3 separate regions of the Sus scrofa genome follow, and all the other regions are linked to region 3. Evidence: chromatin contacts called from public HiChIP or PLAC-seq and promoter capture Hi-C data. All regions are on one chromosome and are shown on one strand. Each heading gives the region's core, a stretch centred on a gene start, on an enhancer-like site or on the middle of the called end of the contact. The rest is flanking DNA. Distances are from core to core; before and after follow the strand shown.

Evidence for each region. Promoter capture Hi-C pulls out the DNA fragments that hold promoters and counts their contacts. HiChIP or PLAC-seq counts read pairs in DNA pulled down with a chosen protein or histone mark.
Region 1: an H3K27ac HiChIP or PLAC-seq map of alveolar macrophages shows a contact between it and region 3. The contact joins the promoter of CLHC1 here to the promoter of CCDC85A in region 3. A contact is called at or near these places in 1 of 5 promoter capture datasets (liver), 3 of 47 Hi-C or Micro-C datasets (heart right ventricle, mesenteric adipose tissue and skeletal muscle) and 1 of 2 datasets of contacts at active chromatin or transcription factors (alveolar macrophages).
Region 2: a contact with region 3 is called in a promoter capture Hi-C map of fetal liver, with 3 times the contacts expected there. The contact joins the promoter of LOC100514282 here to the promoter of CCDC85A in region 3. A contact is called at or near these places in 2 of 5 promoter capture datasets (fetal liver and liver), 4 of 47 Hi-C or Micro-C datasets (heart right ventricle, liver and skeletal muscle) and 2 of 2 datasets of contacts at active chromatin or transcription factors (alveolar macrophages and skeletal muscle).

What each region holds. Positions count from the first base shown.
Region 1 is chr3:85,991,031-85,993,935 of Sscrofa11.1, reverse strand. It overlaps CLHC1 (clathrin heavy chain linker domain-containing protein 1), which reads right to left and starts at 1,629. Exons shown (of 10, transcript XM_021087534.1): 1 at 1,024-1,629. RPS27A (ubiquitin-40S ribosomal protein S27a) reads left to right here and starts at 1,679. Exons shown (of 6, transcript XM_003125136.5): 1 at 1,679-1,758; 2 at 1,856-1,920; 3 at 2,390-2,444; 4 at 2,864-2,905. The coding sequence starts at 1,873.
Region 2 is chr3:85,946,139-85,948,838 of Sscrofa11.1, reverse strand. It overlaps LOC100514282 (prolyl-tRNA synthetase associated domain-containing protein 1), which reads left to right and starts at 1,261. Exons shown (of 2, transcript XM_003125134.6): 1 at 1,261-1,413. The coding sequence starts at 1,330. It overlaps CCDC88A (girdin), which reads right to left. Exons shown (of 39, transcript XR_002342714.1): 32 at 1-60. It overlaps MTIF2 (translation initiation factor IF-2, mitochondrial), which reads right to left and starts at 1,222. Exons shown (of 16, transcript XM_021087524.1): 1 at 971-1,222.
Region 3 is chr3:85,648,241-85,651,129 of Sscrofa11.1, reverse strand. CCDC85A (coiled-coil domain-containing protein 85A) reads left to right here and starts at 1,276. Exons shown (of 18, transcript XR_002342946.1): 1 at 1,276-1,453. It overlaps PPP4R3B (protein phosphatase 4 regulatory subunit 3B), which reads right to left and starts at 1,066. Exons shown (of 17, transcript NM_001244675.1): 1 at 1,032-1,066; 2 at 570-814. The coding sequence starts at 711.

The DNA.
Region 1 (2,905 bases), core at 380-2,879, 340 kb before region 3:
ATCAACAATACCTCAATAAAGCTTAAAAAAAAAAAAAAGAAAAAAAGAAATTTGGAGTTCCCATTGTGGCTCAGTGGGTTACAAACCCAATTAGTATCCATGAGGGTGTGGGTTCAATCCCTGGCCTTGCTCAGTGGGTTGGGGAATCTGGAGATGCCATGACCTGTGGTGGAGGTCACAGAAGCAGCTCAGATCCTGAGCTGTTGACGCTGTTGTGTAGGCAGGCAGCTCCAGCTCCCCAATTCAACCCCTAGCTCGGGAACTTCCATATGTCACATGTGTGACCCTGAAAAGCAAAAAAAAAAAAAAAAAAAGGAAAAAGAAATTTGGATTTCATCTTGAAGGTGAATTAAAATAATGACATAATCATTTTTTTATTTTTTAGAATATTTTGGAGGCAACAGTGAAGGTAGGTTAGAAAAGAAAGACTGGGAACAGAGAAAATTAAGGAGGACCTACTAGTCACTTATGATGGAACATGAAAATGTGAAAAAAAGAATGTATATGTGTATGTGTGACTGGGCCACCTTGCTGTACAGTAGAAAACTGACAAAACACTGTAAACCAGCTATAATGGAAAAGGTAAAAATCATTAAAAAAAAAAAATTAAGGAGGACCTGAACGTGGGGATGGGGATGCAAAGGAGAGGGCACAGAGAAATAAAGTAATTAGACAATAGGAGGGGTGTGTATAAGGATTCTGTGGTTTGTACAGCGGAGAAAGGCCAGGGGAAGTGCTAACCCGCCCGCCTCGCCGGGAGAGCGCCCCACATTCTTCAAAAATTTCCTCTTAGGATTTTCACCACAATTCCAAAGTCTAAACTTGGAAACTCTACAATAAAGAACCATTCCGCAGGTTTCTTTCCCCTATGGCTTCATTAGAAAATTTGAAAACTTCTGACGTTTTTCAACATATTAAGCCATTGCACACCTCGAAGTGACACACTAGACAGAACCTTCTCAGACTAGGGGAGCCTAGGGGGTTGAAGGTGGGGAGGGGCTATAGGCCGAGAAAAAGACCGACCCAAGGTTTTAGGAGCATCACCTATTCAGCTTGCCTGGAGTTGGCCACAGGAATGCCCTTCCCTTGAAGAACCGGGAAGCGTTCGGTGGTAGATGGCTGATCCTCCGCCCCTCACCGCTTATGTAAGGGGATGAACAACACTTTGGTTCCTCCACCCTTTTCCAGCCTCCTAACTTTTCCTCCTAACCATTTCCAAGCCATTTACACTTTCCCCGAAACCATTACTGCGCTTCACCCTTGCTCCCACCTAACCTTAACCACCTTCAGCAAACCCCAACTCCAGCGCTAGGCTGTAACTAGGTATAGTAACCAGGAAACCCGGGCGTGTGGAACTGCATCTCGGGACAAGAAGTCCTAAAAAAAAGAGAAAGCGTTGGAAAACTACAGTTCCCAGAAAAGACTTCTACTTCCTCCCTTTCCCTCGTGAGGCCCCCCCCTCAACCCCACCCCCTTTGAAAGACCCTCTTGGCCACGTCAACTAGAGGGAGAAAGCTTTTTAAAAACAATTTTTGAGTTGTTTAAGTCTACTACTTAGAGAGCACTCTGGAGGTTAAAATAAAAAGTAAGCCAGGCTAGAAAAGAGAAGCTAGGTCACGACTTGGTCTGGCATGTGGTTGGACAGCCGCTACGACAGCGCTCAGGCATTGCATGGACGCCTAGGAGGCGGGGCCTTGGGGGACGTCGGGAAAGCCTTGGACCGTCGGAGCGCCCTTCCTTTCGGATCCGCCATCTGTGGTGAGTGTGTGCTCTAGGTCTTTCTCCGCCCCGGGGCCCGCTGTAGCCCTTCTTTGTACCCAAATCTCACTCATTTTCTTCTTTTCCTCACGCTCAGGTGGAACCGCCGCCAAGATGCAGATATTCGTGAAGACGCTGACGGGCAAGACCATCACTCTCGAGGTACGTGCGAGGCAGAGGCAGAAGGCACGGCCTGAAGGAGGGGGGCTTGAGGCGGATTTCGGCACTCGCGCTGTATTCTGCTTTGCAGTACGTTTCCGAGCCTGCCCTCTGAAACCTGGCTTTGAAGTGAGCGTTGTTACTGCTGAGCAAGGGCTTAGGGCAGGTTTTCGGTAAAAGGTCCGAGCCTGTCACCTCGTCCCGGCCAGGTAGCTGAAGCCGGGTTGGCGTGGCGGGAGGGAGGCGTCCCCCGCAGCTCCGCGCGAGCACGTGTGGCTCGGCTGCCACCGCCGTGGCCCGGGCTGGGGGAGGAAGTGTGCGTGCCTGGGAGCCCGCCCAGTGTAGAGAAATCAAGAGGCGTGGGTGACTTCAGTCCCCAGAGGCTGCGTACCTGAGCAAGCTTCAAGTTGAATTGAGCGTTTATTTTAGTTTCTTTTGTGTTACTAATATACTTGCATTTCAAAACTTATAGGTCGAACCCTCGGATACAATAGAAAATGTAAAGGCTAAGATCCAGGATAAGGAAGGTAATTTTTTAAAACTAATCTCAATATGGATTAATATAATCATTTTAAAACTCATCTGTAGAGGCTCAGGCCATTAGACATAAATGCTTTTGGTGGGGTGGAAGAGGTCAGGTTGACAAAAACGCTTTTGAACTAAGACAGTAGACAAATGTTTTGGCATGGGGCTAAGCTGCAGTACCTTCACAAGTGTGAGTTTAGATGAACTAGTTAATTTACATCTGTTATCAGCTATAAAATGATCATGTTAACCCGTATTAAGATTAAATAAGATAAAATTAAACATTTACTTTAGACATTGTCTGTAGCAAAAACCACTGATGACTATTAGTACCATTTATTTGATTCAGGATTGTAAATCTTGAGCAGATATGCTTGATTTGCAATCACTTAATTTTATTTATTTATTTTAATCTAATTAGGGATTCCTCCTGACCAGCAAAGACTGATCTTTGCTGGCAAGC
Region 2 (2,700 bases), core at 12-2,511, 300 kb before region 3:
TCTTGCGCCTAGTTAGTTCTAACAAGCACTTATTTTTCTTTTTGCAACTTCCTCCTGAAACTTGGATAAGAGTTTCCATTCAAGGGAGAGGCAGGTGTGTGATTCTGGAGCATTGGTAACAATGAGGCTTAATCTAAATCCATAAATTAAACTCTAGTGGAATTTTAGGCCTCATTCAAGCAGGGAGTGACAGTTTTGCAGGATAGTGTAGCAGCCCACAAAGAGGTAGGCAGAGTGTCTCTGAAAGAGGTGAGTTGTGGCTGTCACATTTAATTATTTCAAAGGAGAGGAGGCGTTTCTGTGGTGGCTCAGCTGTTAGGAACCTGACTAGGATCCATGAGGATGAGGGTTCGATCCCTGGCCTCTCTCAGGGTTAAGGATGGGCGTTGCCTTGAGCTATGGTGTGGGTCACAGATGCAGTTCAGATCATGCGTTGCTGTGGCTGTGGCATAGGCCGTCAGCTACAGCTCCAATTCACTCCCAGCCTGGGAAATTCCACATGCCTTGGGAGAGGCAAAAAAAAAAAAAAAAAAAAAAAAGGCTAGGGATTTTGTCTTCTTTTGTCTGTAGATTCACAACCTCAGGGAGTTTCCCTGGTGAAGGTCGTCCCCCCCACCCCTCCCACCACCACTCCTCCTAGGAGGGCATAGAAAGACGGAAGAGGCTGGGCAATACAAGTTGGTGGGTGGAAGTTTTAGTAAGTAAGGGAATTTATATAGGTGGTCTTTCTTGGGCGCTCACCCAGCAGAATCTTAAGGGTTTATAAAGAGGCCTTGAGGAGGAGGTGTGCGTGTTTAAGCTACCTCAAAACTGCAGGTAGTTTCAATAACACAGGCTGCATCCTCTCAAGACAGAATCCTTCAACTAGTACCTGGCACAGAAAATACATTACAAGGACAGAGGAAGGGGTAGGAGCCTCTAACTGCCTTGATAAACCTGCTATGGCGTCCAATCCATGCCCAGTACTCACTGAACTGAATTGTTAGCTGGCTGTGATTCTGTTTAAATGGAAGATATGCTGGAAGTAGGAAACCGAGATTATCGAGGGCTGTGAGAATGCAGGCTCCTCCCTCTGCTGGGACACGCGGTAAGGAACCCTTCAGATTTGGTAAGGCTGTCCTTGCGGACCTGGATGATTTCCAGGAAAAAGCCAAAGCCACAGAAAAGAGCGAAAACGCCGCAACCCCGCCTCCGGAAGGTGCCTGCTCTCGGCTGGCAGCACCGACCCGAGTCCTTCCAGGCACTTCCGCTCGGCCTGCAGCCCGCCGGGTGGGGGAAGGCCACGCCCAGTTCCTCTTCCGGGTCTCTAGCTACTGCCACGAAGGCAGCATGTCAGGCTCAGAGTTGCGCGCGGCGCTGGAGCAGCGGCTCAGTGCCCTGGCCATCCGCACAGAGATCGTGGAGCACCCGGAGGTGAGGCGCTCTCGGTGGGACGGCTGCAGGAGTGGGTGGGCTCCGCTGCAGCGTCTGTCCCGCGAAGTCGCTAAGGCTAGTTGGCCCAGGGGTAGTGTACCTTAGAAACGTACGTTTTAAGGCATTTGCCGGGATCCAGACTACATCAAGGGACCAGAATGCAACATCAAAGGCCTGTCCACGTGGGCCTCGTATTGTAAAAAAGGTTATGTTTTCCTCTTGGAGTGACTTGATTTTCTGTGGAGAACTAGTGCAACATATTAGGAACTCGTGTGGAACTCGTTAGGAACTGGTGTGGGATGTTAGTCAGTGTGTCCACTTTATGGGTAGATACATTTGCCCAGCAGTAAACTGCTTCTCCAGTGGCTATGATGTATCAGGCATCATGCATACATGACACCAAGATATTTTTATTTATTCATTTGTTTTTGGGGCTGCACCATAGGCATATGGAAGTTCCCAGTCCAATGGGAGCTAGAGCTGCCAGCTACGCCACAGCAATGGCAGGATCCGAGCCACGTTTGGGACCTACACCACATCTCCTGCCAATCCGGGAACTCCAACCCACTGAGCGAAGCCGGGGATTGACCCTACATCCTCATGTATACTAGTCAGATTCCTTTCAGCTGCGCCACAACGGCAACTCCAGAGTTTGGTATTTTTAAACATAATTTAGTGTATTGATGGGCAGATACTCTGCAAATATCTCACCTAGCCAATATGTAACCTGAGTAGTGTAGGGACATAAAAGTTTTTGCCGGAGGCTTGAGTAACAGCTAAATGATAATTAGCTAAATATGGTGATGGTTTTTAAAGGGTATAGAAATACATTAAAACTGTGTCATTTTCCATGACCCTTCCCTTTCCCTTATTTTGGCTTTCTCTGGCCACATTTGTGGCATATATTTCTCAGGCTAGGGTCCAATTGAAACTACAGCTGCTGGATTACAACACAGCCACAGCCACATCCAACATGTCTGCGACCTACGCTGCAGCTCACAGCAATGCTGGATCCCTAACCCACAGAGTTCGTCCAGGGATCAAACTGGCATCCTCATGGATACCGGTTGGATTCTTAGTCCACTGAGCCACAACGGGAACTCCCTTCCCTTCCCTTATAGTCCACATACTCTTCCTGTTTTTTTACTTTGTATATTGGGCAGGTGTTCCTGCCCTCTCACCTCTGCAGTTATCAGTAGAGGGGAGTTTGTCACATGGTCTGGATGTAATGGAATGCCAAGAAATCGGAGTCTGGGCTGCTATAAACTTTACCAAATTTTAAGGGAA
Region 3 (2,889 bases), core at 27-2,526:
AGGTAGCCTGGAGGGATCCCAGACTGAAGATGTATGTGCTTGTGCGTGCATGTATCTTGTCAACAGCCTGCAATAACCCCAGGAAAAGGTGCCTCTTGTTTTTCCCCAGCACCTGTCGACTGTGGCATCTGAAGCTCGTTAGTAAAACGAGTTAAAAAAAAAAAAAACACGCAGAAAGTAAAGTTTCACTAAGCCTTTTGTACCAGGCATATAATGGATAAAAAAATAACGGGAGTCGGGGACGGTCAGCTCCCCCGAAGGAGATTCACTACCTAGTCTTCCATCTCTTCCTCCCTTCTCTCTCACACTTTCCCCTGCTCAAGAGGCGAGACTGGAGAAGAACGGGTCAAATGTTTAACAAGGATGGTAGGCGGGGGAACAGAGAATCGGCGTCTGACCGAGGGTAAATCCAGACAAAGTTGTTTCCTTCAACGCACTGAAGTGCACGCACAAAACCAATGCGCTGTCCTAAGTGGTTGTAGTAACAGTACCCGGCCCAGGGCCTAAACGCCAGGGCTGTGCCCAAACCGGAGGCATTGTCCCCTATCCTACGGTTCCAATAACCTTACCGTCGGACTCTGCCCGAACCAGCAGCGACATCCCCTTGAGCTCCTCCACATAAGTGGAGGAGACGTGCCCGGTGCCTCGGTCGTCCCATTGCCGGTCTTCGTTCAGGGTATAGACCTTCACTCGCCGCCTCGTATCCGACATGGTGGCTGCTGTCCCCACTACTCCAGCCGCCGCCTCCTCGTTCACCTAGTCCGCCTCTCTCACTCTTGAGAAACGGTAGCGGCGGTGGCGGCAGCGGCGGCGGCGGCGGCTCCGGAGAGGCCTGAGTTCACCATGGCTCCCAAGGTTCAGCCGCGGGAAAGGACAACACGAGCCACTGAGACCTTTCCGCCTGGAGTCCCGGTTTCCTCTCACTTCACCCCCGCTCACACCCACCCTCCCCGCCCTTTGACCCCCAGAGCTCTCTAGCTCTCCCGCCGCAGCCACCGCCGCCGCCGCCGCCGCCGCCGCCGCCGCCGCGGTAACTGCTACAGATCCGCCATCTTGTAACCCGATTCTCTCTGCCTTTCTCTTCCTCCTCCAGCAAGCTCGCACGGGCTGTCCTAGCAGGGGCTACGGCGGCCGACAAGTCCAACATGCATCGCCTCGGTTTCTGCATGCGCTTCCCGGGCTGGACCGTACTCGGTTTTCTCGCGATGCAGGGTACTGGGCTGAGGTGGGAGGGCCTAAGTGCGACTTTCTCCTCTCTCGACCCCGCCTACTGGCGCGTGATCTCGGCTGGGAGGGCGGTTCTCGCGAGCCTCCAGTCACGGCTGGTACCGCGAGACTCTTCTCTGTGCAGACCGCCAGAACCGAGTTGTGGATGCGGCTTCCGGCGGTTGCTGTCTGTGACAGGCGTGTGGAAGAGCCAAGCTCTGTGGAAAAAACAGAGCAAATCTGGGAGGTACGCATCCTTGGACAGGACTTACTCTGAGCCAAAGGGAAGAAAATGTGCTCGCACTCCTTAATGGAAGCTCACCCTGTCAGCCTGTAGGAGAAAAACAGTTAAAACCTCTTGTCTGTGAAGACTTTAGGAATTTAAAATGTCTAATGCGACCCCAAACCCACTGCAATTCGTAGTGGAGTCTGTTATAGTTAAGCATTTCCTCAGGAAGTGTTCGTGTTTGTCCAGAAGATTGTAACATCGTACAAAGGTGTGACAGTTTCTTATTTCCTGCCCAGGCGTTTTGCCGTTATGCTTTTGGTGGCTGGCCATTGGAAAGCATACTTTCCGCTTTGTGAAAATATGGTGTTCTTCCCTAATTTGTAATCTCGGAAAATGAGTCTTCAGATAAGTTTAGGGAACTGGCGGGAACTACCTGCCTAACTTATCTAAGCATTGTTTTTGATATTTTTGAGTTTCTCTTCCTGGCATTTCTTGCATTCTCTCTCGGGAAGACTTCTGCACTGAGGAAGAAATTCTTTTGGCGTTTACATTAGTTGTCAAACAACAGATTAATTTTCAAACATTGCACGGTGGATACGGGTGAACTGAGCAGTCATTTATTTCAATCCTTGTTTTCTTGATAGACTCCTTTTATTCGTTTTTTTAAGGACAGTTCTTGCCGCTAGCTCTTTACAGCTCTTTAGTCTGAAAGGTGAAAATCAGGCGAAATGCACGTTTTGCTGCAGCGCATCTTGGGAGTTGTAGTCATCCTAATCCATGGTTTGTCGAAACGTGCTTATGTTTTGACTAGATCTTGTGTGTACACCCTTCCGCATTGCACTGAAACGTGAGAATGTTTTAGAGCAGATGCCTGATAAAAAATACTCATTTCAAAATCTGGATACATAGGATTCGTATAGGATTTTTTTTTTTTTTTTTTAATCTAAAGAGGACCTAAGAGGAGTTCCCGTCGTGGGTCAGTGGTTAACGAATCCGACTAGGAACCGTGAGGTTGCGGGTTCAATCCCTGGCCTTGCTCAGTGGGTTAAGGATCTGGCGTTGCCAGCGTTGCCCTGAGCTGTGGTGTAGGTTGCAGACGCGGCTGGGATCCCGGCGTTGCTGTGGCTCTGGCGTAGGCAGGTGGCTACAGCTCCGATTAGACCCCTAGCCTGGGAACCTCCCATATGCCGCAGAAGCGACCCTAGAAATGGCAAAAAGACAATTAAAAAAAAATAAAAAAAATAAAGAGGACCTAAGAAAATATACTTGAATTAATACACGTAGCAATAGAGCCCGTTAATTGCTCTGATCGATGTGGACTAAATGTGTTTGGAGTCCAGAGGAAATAACATTTCTGTCTTGGGTCAGAGAAGGCTTCACAGATAAATTTTGGGTCTGATGTTAGAGGATTCCCTGAGTGTGAGTTTGGCTTGAAGGGTATTCAAGGCTGAGGG